Regions from separate parts of the Arabidopsis thaliana genome. Here region 1 is linked to region 2. A link is a contact called in public capture Hi-C data. All regions are on one chromosome and are shown on one strand. Each heading gives the region's core, a stretch centred on a gene start, on an enhancer-like site or on the middle of the called end of the contact. The rest is flanking DNA. Distances are from core to core; before and after follow the strand shown. Region 1 holds the start of AT1G34320 (Ikzf5 (DUF668)). Region 2 holds the start of AT1G34160 (Tetratricopeptide repeat (TPR)-like superfamily protein).

The links. Capture Hi-C pulls out chosen DNA fragments and counts their contacts.
Region 1: a contact with region 2 is called in a capture Hi-C map of seedling, with 1.7 times the contacts expected there. The contact joins the promoter of AT1G34320 here to the promoter of AT1G34160 in region 2. A contact is called at or near these places in 1 of 26 Hi-C or Micro-C datasets (root) and 2 of 3 other capture datasets (seedling and shoot).

What each region holds. Positions count from the first base shown.
Region 1 is chr1:12,518,805-12,523,058 of TAIR10.1, forward strand. AT1G34320 (Ikzf5 (DUF668)) reads left to right here and starts at 1,255. Exons shown (of 13, transcript NM_103154.4): 1 at 1,255-1,575; 2 at 1,690-2,223; 3 at 2,304-2,629; 4 at 2,717-2,809; 5 at 2,905-2,995; 6 at 3,082-3,175; 7 at 3,306-3,409; 8 at 3,511-3,580; 9 at 3,713-3,816; 10 at 4,032-4,148. The coding sequence starts at 1,909.
Region 2 is chr1:12,437,878-12,442,578 of TAIR10.1, forward strand. AT1G34160 (Tetratricopeptide repeat (TPR)-like superfamily protein) reads left to right here and starts at 3,367. Exons shown (of 2, transcript NM_103139.3): 1 at 3,367-4,701. The coding sequence starts at 3,516. AT1G34150 (Pseudouridine synthase family protein) reads left to right here. Exons shown (of 14, transcript NM_103138.3): 9 at 1-63; 10 at 457-574; 11 at 692-815; 12 at 901-1,011; 13 at 1,112-1,198; 14 at 1,293-1,622. The coding sequence ends at 1,360.

The DNA.
Region 1 (4,254 bases), core at 5-2,504, 79 kb after region 2:
GAAACGTGGAATTGGTCCAAAAGAGAGGCAACCTTATCATTAAATTAGGCTAATTCGCAGTTAAATAAGTAGCCTAAAATACTAAGAATTAATTTCACTTAGTTTATCATTGAAATTGGTTTAGGATCATGTTTATGAAAATACGATTGAAATCTCTTTCTGTTTTTTTTTACAACTACAAACTACTAATTAATATTGAAATCTCAAGACTTGAAAAAAAAAAGATAAAAACTCGCTTGTAATTTGTTTTTCTTTTGAATAATTATAACATTCCAAATAAATGATCATACCTTTGAAGTTCCAAATCATTTTATAGCTTTTATCTTTTATGTAATAAATAAGCTATGGGCCATCACATTCCATTTATTTACATAAATACTAAATGATAATAACAATTATTTTCCTATATGATATCAACATTTTTTTTTTATTCAAGCTTCCTACCTTTGACCATGCTATAAAGCTATTATGACATTGCCACACATAGGTTATTTGGTAAAACAATGTAATTTGAAACCTACTTTAGATTCTGTTGTCCTTTACTTGGTAAAAAGTCAACTTTCATTTTCAAAACTAGATATGCATATACATGTTGACTGATTTTCTTCACCTTTTTCTATTTCAAGGACTTACAATAATTACCAAATACTTCCTTCATTCACACAATCAAAGGTACAAAATGGTTAAATATTTCAAAATTTACTACTTGATACAACTTAGTTTACTACTTGGAATATACAACAAAAGATATTATATTGTAATTCTTTTATATAACCATAACTCTTTTTTGCCTCAATAATATTGAATTAGAATGATTTCAAACAAAAGAAAAATAGATTGAAATCACAAAGAGAAAACAATATTTATTCCGAATCTTATAACTCGACGAAAATCGATTTTATCGACATTAATTATTCCATCACAATACTAATTTAAATTCCAAAAAACACCTATCAAAAGTGAATTTTCGCATAACAAACTCGAAACATTACACCGATATGTATTTGATGATAATTTGATAACAACATATGGTATTCTTCGAAATTGACGTGTCTTTATTTCTGATTTCTGTTGAAGTGATCCCAATTCAAAGAATTTCAATGAAATCCATTTAAAAGACTATATAAACATAAATTTAACTATGTAAATAAAATTTGGTAACATACAAAATAATTCTAATTATGTAGTAATATTTGATAATATAAAATATACTGCAACTTGTTAGTAAAAAAATAATAAAAATGTGTAAATGGGATTGAGAGTTTTGAAGAGTGTAGAAATGGGTAAAACGAGAAAAAGCCTTTGGGGGTTGAATTTTTGGCTAACTTCACCATCTGACACTCTCCAACTCCTCCTCTCTCTTCAGACTAACCCAAATTCAATTCATCTCTCCTCTCTCTCTCTTTCTCGAGTCGCGTTTCTTCTTCTCTTTTCCTTGTAGACATCTCCACGATTCTTCAGCTGAGAGCTTCTCACTTCTCTCTAGAGCTTTGCTCAAGAACTAGCGACGAAGAAGAAGAAGAAGAATCTGAACTTCAATCTAATTCCCAGATCCAAGTTTCTGACTCTTCTTAGGTCTTTCTTCTCCATTCCTTCAAGCTACTGAATTGAATTTGTCGTTTTGGGTTCTTCTTTAGCTAGGGTTTTCGATTTCCTCTTGACTTTAAAATCTTCTTGATTCATTGGCAGGTTTCGTATGAGAGAATCAAGTTTTTTTCCACTGAGCAATTTGCTCCATTAATGGACTGTTGCTTTCATACAAATCAGGATTTGCGATTACAGTGTTTCGCTGGTTACATTGTTCATCCATTTCAAGTTTCCTAGAGAGTTCAATCCGAGATCAGAGTTTTTTTTTGCGTATGGAGAGTTTCGAGAGAGTTTGAGAGCTAAATTTGGAAACTTGCTGTGATGGGTGGGCTTTGTTCAAGGAGTTCATCTGTAAATAATGCTCCTGGTGGAACCTTTGCACATGTTAATGGTCATCATCTCAATAACAATGCCTCTGACTTGAATTCTCATTCTGGTGAAAGTGGACTTAAAGATGATCCTTCTCCTGTTACCGAGAATGTTGATGATAATAAGCATACATCGGAATCGTTTTCGTTTCCTATAGTCTCTAGTGGATCTCATCCTCAAAATATCGAGGATGGGATTCCTCGGTTATCGAGGGTTTTATCTCAGAAATCTAGATCCACTAAGTCTAGACAAGCTGCTGTTGCTAAGGTATATAAAGAAATGTTAAGCTGTTGTGTGTTGTTAGTTCTGAGTTCAAATTTATTATACTAAGGTGTTTTTGTTTATAGGTTTCGGAAGTAAGCTCTCTTTTGGGTAGGGCTGGTACTATGGGACTTGGTAAAGCTGTGGATGTGTTGGATACACTCGGGAGTAGTATGACGAATCTGAATCTTAGTGGGGGGTTTTCTTCTGCGACGACGGTGAAAGGGAATAAGATATCAATCTTGTCTTTTGAAGTTGCTAATACTATTGTTAAAGGCGCCAATCTTATGCATTCTCTTTCGAAAGATAGCATTACTCATTTGAAAGAGGTTGTGTTACCTTCAGAAGGTGTTCAGAACCTGATATCGAAAGACATGGATGAACTGTTGAGAATTGCTGCTGCTGATAAAAGGTAACAATTGTTTGTGATTGTGTTCTGTGTTGATGCTGTTTTCTAATTTGTAGTTTGGAGATAAGTGACGGTTGAAATTGTATACAGGGAAGAGTTGAGGATTTTTTCTGGAGAGGTGGTGCGTTTTGGGAATCGTTGCAAGGATCCTCAATACCACAACCTGGATCGTTTCTTTGACAGGTTCCAACATGATCCTGTCACTTTGGTGGTCACACAACGGGTGTATTCCTTTTGGAAAGTATCTGACTTTTCATTAGTTCTGTGTTATGATTTAGGTTGGGCTCTGAATTTACACCCCAGAAACACTTGAAACAGGAAGCAGAGACCATTATGCACCAGATGATGTCATTTGTTCATTTTACAGCTGTACGTATTTTCATGCAAAATTGTGATATTTGGTCCTGTTTGACTTCCTCAATAGCGATCTACTCTGAGTATATGTTATGTTTCAGGACTTGTATCATGAACTCCATGCGCTGGATAGGTTTGAACAAGATTACCAACGTAAGATCCAGGAAGAAGAGAACCCAAGCACAGCACAACGAGGTAAGTACCAAAAAGAAAATATCTATTCTTAATATCTTTGGGAATGGATGCTATTGTTTTACACTCTAGTTTCTTCTATTTGTTGGATGTCGTTCTAATTTATCTTCCATTTTTTCTCCTTTTACATAAGGTGTGGGAGATACCCTCGCTATCTTGAGAACTGAATTAAAGAGTCAGAAGAAGCATGTTAGAAACTTAAAGAAAAAGTCTCTTTGGTCTAGGATCTTGGAAGAGGTAAGGGCTGCAATAAACGTATAATATTTCCTTTTATTTGGAGTTGCTTGGCTCATCTGCATTCACAATTGCTAATTCTTGAAAATACTAATAATACTTAGGTGATGGAGAAACTAGTAGATGTTGTCCATTTCTTGCATTTAGAGATTCACGAAGCCTTTGGTGGTGCGGGTGAGACTCGATTATTGGATAAAGCGTTTTCGTCTTATTTTAGCGTTCAGGAAGATAGAGGATTTAGTTATTTTCTTGTACCTAAAATGAAAGATGTACTTACAAATCATGGCCATTTCACCTGATATGCAGATCCTGATAAGCCTGCAAATGACCCGCCAATCAATCATAAAAAACTGGGCTCTGCTGGTCTTGCCTTGCATTACGCAAACATCATTACTCAAATTGATACTCTTGTAAGTATATTATTCTTTTTTATCACTTAGTTTTACTTTCAATGTTTGGCCTGTTGTCCAAACTCTAGGTTCCTGGGATTGTAAATCGTTTGTTTCTCGTATCCAATGGTCTCCCGATTTCATTAATAATCTACCTCCAAGCATCAGCAATAATAATATGATTGGACCCATACGGCTTGTGGAATATATTTTAAATTTATCATTTCTATGAGTAGGTGTCCCGGTCTAGCACTATGCCTGCAAGCACAAGAGATGCTTTGTACCAAGGTTTACCCCCAAGCATAAAATCTGCTTTACGCTCCAGAATACAGTCCTTCCAGGTTAAAGAAGAGGTATTAATACTGTTTCACACTTCCCATAATGCTTTTGTGCTGACAAGATGAATTTACCATGTCCAGTGTTACTTGAAATGTTATTTGTATCCCTGCTCACCTCACT
Region 2 (4,701 bases), core at 2,117-4,616:
GGCAAATGTACATTGCTATACACGGCGTGTTACTTTCTTTGAAGTCTCCCCTTGTCAAAATAGGTTGGCTTTGGTAAAAGGCACATTTAAGCTGATCTTCTGATCCTCTTTTGATGACCGCTGACTACATTAGTATTCTTTGAACTGATTTTGGATCCTATAAAGGCTTAGGTCAACTAAGATTCTTGCTTAAAACCGTAGGATTGTTCAGGTTCTAATGGTAGACCACTAGTAATATAGGGTTATGACTAATACAATTGTAAAAAATTAAGGGTAGACAAAATCATGTTCTAGGAACAATAGAAATTGCGCATCCTATTGAGCACAATGGCACCCATTGTTAAACTCACACCAGTCACTACTTTATATACACACATTCTTCTGATCAATTATCTTTTATTATTTTGTCTTTTGGTTCTAAAACATCTGATCTTCTTGTTTTTCCTTCTTGTGAAGTCATGAGGGTGATCAGCTTTGCACATTTACAATGAGAGGCAGTGCTTTCCTGTGGCACCAGATCCGCTGTATGGTCGCCGTGCTATTCATGATTGGGCAGGGCGTTGAATCAGTTGATGTAAGTCACTTGGAAACCTTCATGTTTGTTCCAGTTTCCAAGCTCAATCCAATCCTTACTTGGGAGGTTTATATATTCATCAAGTGTTGATTTAGGGATGAACTGGCATTTACCCAGGTGATAGATACATTGTTGGACACAAAGAAAACGCCAAGAAAACCTCAATACCTATTGGCCTCAGAGATACCCTTAGTCCTCCGTACATGTGAATTCGAAAATGTTGACTTCATATGTTCTCCAGGTAACAAAGTCTGATTCAGATATCTTGGAAGTGGTTTTAGATTGAGTAGATATGATAATAACAAACCCCTTTTTCATGCCTAAAGGTGCTGCAGAGTCACTGCGGTCTCATTTCAAGAATGAATCATTGACATACCAATTAGAGTCTGTAATTTATCAGGAGGCTCTCCGAAACTGTTTACCTCTAAGCAACAATGGTACGATACATCAGTATTTCCTTTACCCTTTACTGTAAATACTAAATAGTAGTAAGATGACTTCTATGAAAGAGAGAATCAACTCAAAATAAAATTTCAGTTTCAACAGAGGAAAGCTCATGCAATGGCGTAGAAAAAAAGAAGAAAAGGGCAGAACACGTTCCCCTGTTATCTCGACCAACTGAGCGTAAGTCTTCTTCGAAATCTCACTGTAAAATGTACATATGCAAATATTGAAATCTCAAATACATGATCCTCTTGCTTTTTTCTTTTTCTTGCAGCGTCGTATGAAGAACGAACTGCGAAACTGAAACCAAGGAAAGAAGAAACTTTGGCATGTGTAGTGTAAGGGGGCAATCTCGGCGACCATCAAAAGAATAGAGAGGCTTTGAGTCTGTTGTTTGTAGCAGTTGATTGTTTGCATTGATTACATATACAGTAATAATATACTAATATATGGTTTTAATATTTCTCTAAGAAATTAAATTTCTGTTAGAGCTGGTCTCTCTAACTTATATTGTATGAAACAAATTTTTTTTTTTGCTTTTAAACTTGAGTGTTGTAGGATATACTCTATAACTTTTGATTATAAAAATAACCAAAATTTTATGTGAGTTTTTCATTTTGGAATAATTAAAATAAGAATTTGTGTATATCGTTTGAATAAGTTAATGCATCTAGAGTCTTTGTAATTTATTGCGGAAAGAGCTTTTCTAAATTGTAAATCCAAAACTAAAAACAAATTAATATCTAAAACACTAATTAGATAAAATTATCTCAGTTTCATATTTGTCTAGAAATTTAACAATTAAATCAAATCTCTTTATAGATTAATTAATATTTATTTATGCTATAAAATACTTCCTATGTTCCGTATTGATTGATTTTTTTTAGCAAAATACATATATTAAAAATTGATTATAAATGTATTTACAATTTTTTATAATTCTAAACCAATGATATTCAATTTTCTTTTTTGAAGTTTACAATTCATCAATAATAACTAATAAATATTGCATAGAAAACCTAGAAAATCAATATTTTAGAAACAACTTTTTTTTTTAATAGAAAATCAACAAATGATGAACAGAGAAGTAATAAATATAAAAATTAATATCATTATAAATTAATAGAATATAATTGTCCTAACATTATTAATTTATAGATATATTATTTTAATTTATAGATGTTTTACTATATAAGGATTGATTATTAATCTAAAATTTTTAACTCATGATTTATTTCCTTTTAATTTGGGGATTTGCAAAAGTACCATTTTTTTATTACCTTTAATTTAAGGGATTTTCAAAATTTGAACTCTCTTTATATATACAAAAAAAAATGTGCTCAAATATAGAACGATTGCACTATCCGCCCTTGTACTTAAACTGGCACTGAGTGTGATAGTAAGATAACCTTTATTATCTCTTTATGCTTATCGTAATAGTTAAAGCTTATCTTTAACTCTTTTTCTGTTTGATTTTGGAAATTATTAATATAGTCCTAGTAGAAAATATAAAAACCTAATCCTAGTAAGGAACTAACTTTTTATATGACTTCAAGACCATATATATAGTACAACAATAGAATTATTTTGCTCTCACCGAATAAAAGTTATTAGAGAATGAAGACCTATTTTCAACTATGTGAACTTCAGAGAACGAATTTGAAAAGCTTACACTATATGTAGGAGATCTTTATTCGAGTGTTGACGAGCGTGACTTATACACAAAATTCAATGAGTTCACTCATGATATTTCTTCAGTTAAAATTTGTTGCGACCGAAACACAGTAGTGGAACCAGAATAACTATCCATCATAGTTAAAACTAAATCATCATACAACTCGTGAATATTAGATTCAAATTAGTTAATAAATTTTTATATTCAAAAATTAATATATAAGTACATGATATAAACTAATCTGGAACATAGAAAGAAGCTAAATCAGTGTTAGACTAACTAAAAATAAATGTAAATATATTAGGTTAAATTCATATTAATGGACCTAATTATGGTATACTTACTTAAAATAAATTTTAAAATATTATGTATAAGTATTAAGAACACTATAAATATTAATTAGACTTTCACTTGTAATCTTGTAACTTAAAAATAGTACATGGGTCGATTATCTTTTTGGGATGGGTCAATTTAATATTTTTAATAAAAAGTTAAGCTATTTTTAAAAATTCCATTGGGGTCAGTTGATCAATAGTCAATACTGTTGGGAACTTACGTCTAAGCCCACACTTCCATTATGGTTGTTCTAGTAAATTGATAATAAACTATAAAGGTAAATTAGGTGTGATTTATATGACCAGTGAAAAATTTCCCTTAACGTTAAATATGTGTTGTCAAGAATGTTAAGAAACATGAATGGCCATGAAAACTGATTCATTTTTGGTTTGATTTCGGTTTAAAAAAAAACAAAACCGATCAAGCAATCCCTTATACCAACTGATTCGTGAGCCCGGTTTAATTTGGTGCAGCCCCGTCAATGGAATGGCTCGTGTTTACATGGAGACGATGATACAAAAATGCGTCAGCTTCTCCCAAATCAAACAACTCCAATCTCACTTCCTCACCGCCGGCCATTTCCAATCTTCCTTTCTCCGTTCTCGTCTTCTCGAACGCTGCGCAATCTCACCATTCGGAGACCTTTCCTTCGCCGTACAAATTTTCCGGTACATCCCTAAACCTTTAACCAATGATTGGAACGCAATCATCCGCGGATTCGCCGGAAGTTCTCATCCTTCACTTGCGTTTTCATGGTATCGTTCCATGTTGCAGCAATCTTCGTCATCGTCGGCTATATGTAGAGTCGATGCTTTGACTTGTTCTTTTACTCTTAAAGCTTGTGCACGTGCGCTTTGTTCTTCCGCTATGGATCAACTTCATTGTCAGATTAACCGTCGGGGATTATCCGCTGATTCGCTTCTTTGTACTACGTTGCTTGATGCTTACTCTAAAAACGGAGATTTAATTAGTGCGTATAAGTTGTTCGATGAAATGCCTGTGAGAGATGTTGCGTCGTGGAACGCGTTGATCGCGGGGTTAGTGTCTGGTAATCGAGCGAGTGAGGCGATGGAGTTGTATAAGAGAATGGAAACGGAAGGAATTAGAAGAAGTGAAGTAACTGTTGTTGCTGCTTTAGGAGCTTGTTCTCATTTGGGTGATGTTAAGGAAGGTGAAAATATCTTCCATGGATACAGTAACGATAATGTGATTGTTAGTAACGCGGCTATTGATATGTATTCGAAATGCGGGTTTGTTGATAAAGCTTATCAAGTGTTTGAACAATTCACTGGTAAGAAGAGTGTTGTTACATGGAACACTATGATTACAGGGTTTGCAGTGCATGGAGAAGCACATAGAGCGTTGGAGATTTTTGACAAGTTGGAGGATAATGGTATTAAGCCTGATGATGTCTCGTACTTAGCTGCTTTAACTGCGTGTAGACATGCGGGGTTAGTGGAGTATGGTTTGTCTGTATTCAATAATATGGCTTGTAAGGGCGTTGAGCGTAACATGAAGCACTATGGTTGTGTGGTTGATCTGTTAAGCCGTGCAGGAAGGTTGAGAGAAGCTCACGATATCATATGTTCAATGTCGATGATTCCGGATCCTGTTTTGTGGCAGAGCCTTCTTGGAGCTTCGGAGATTTATAGTGATGTTGAAATGGCTGAGA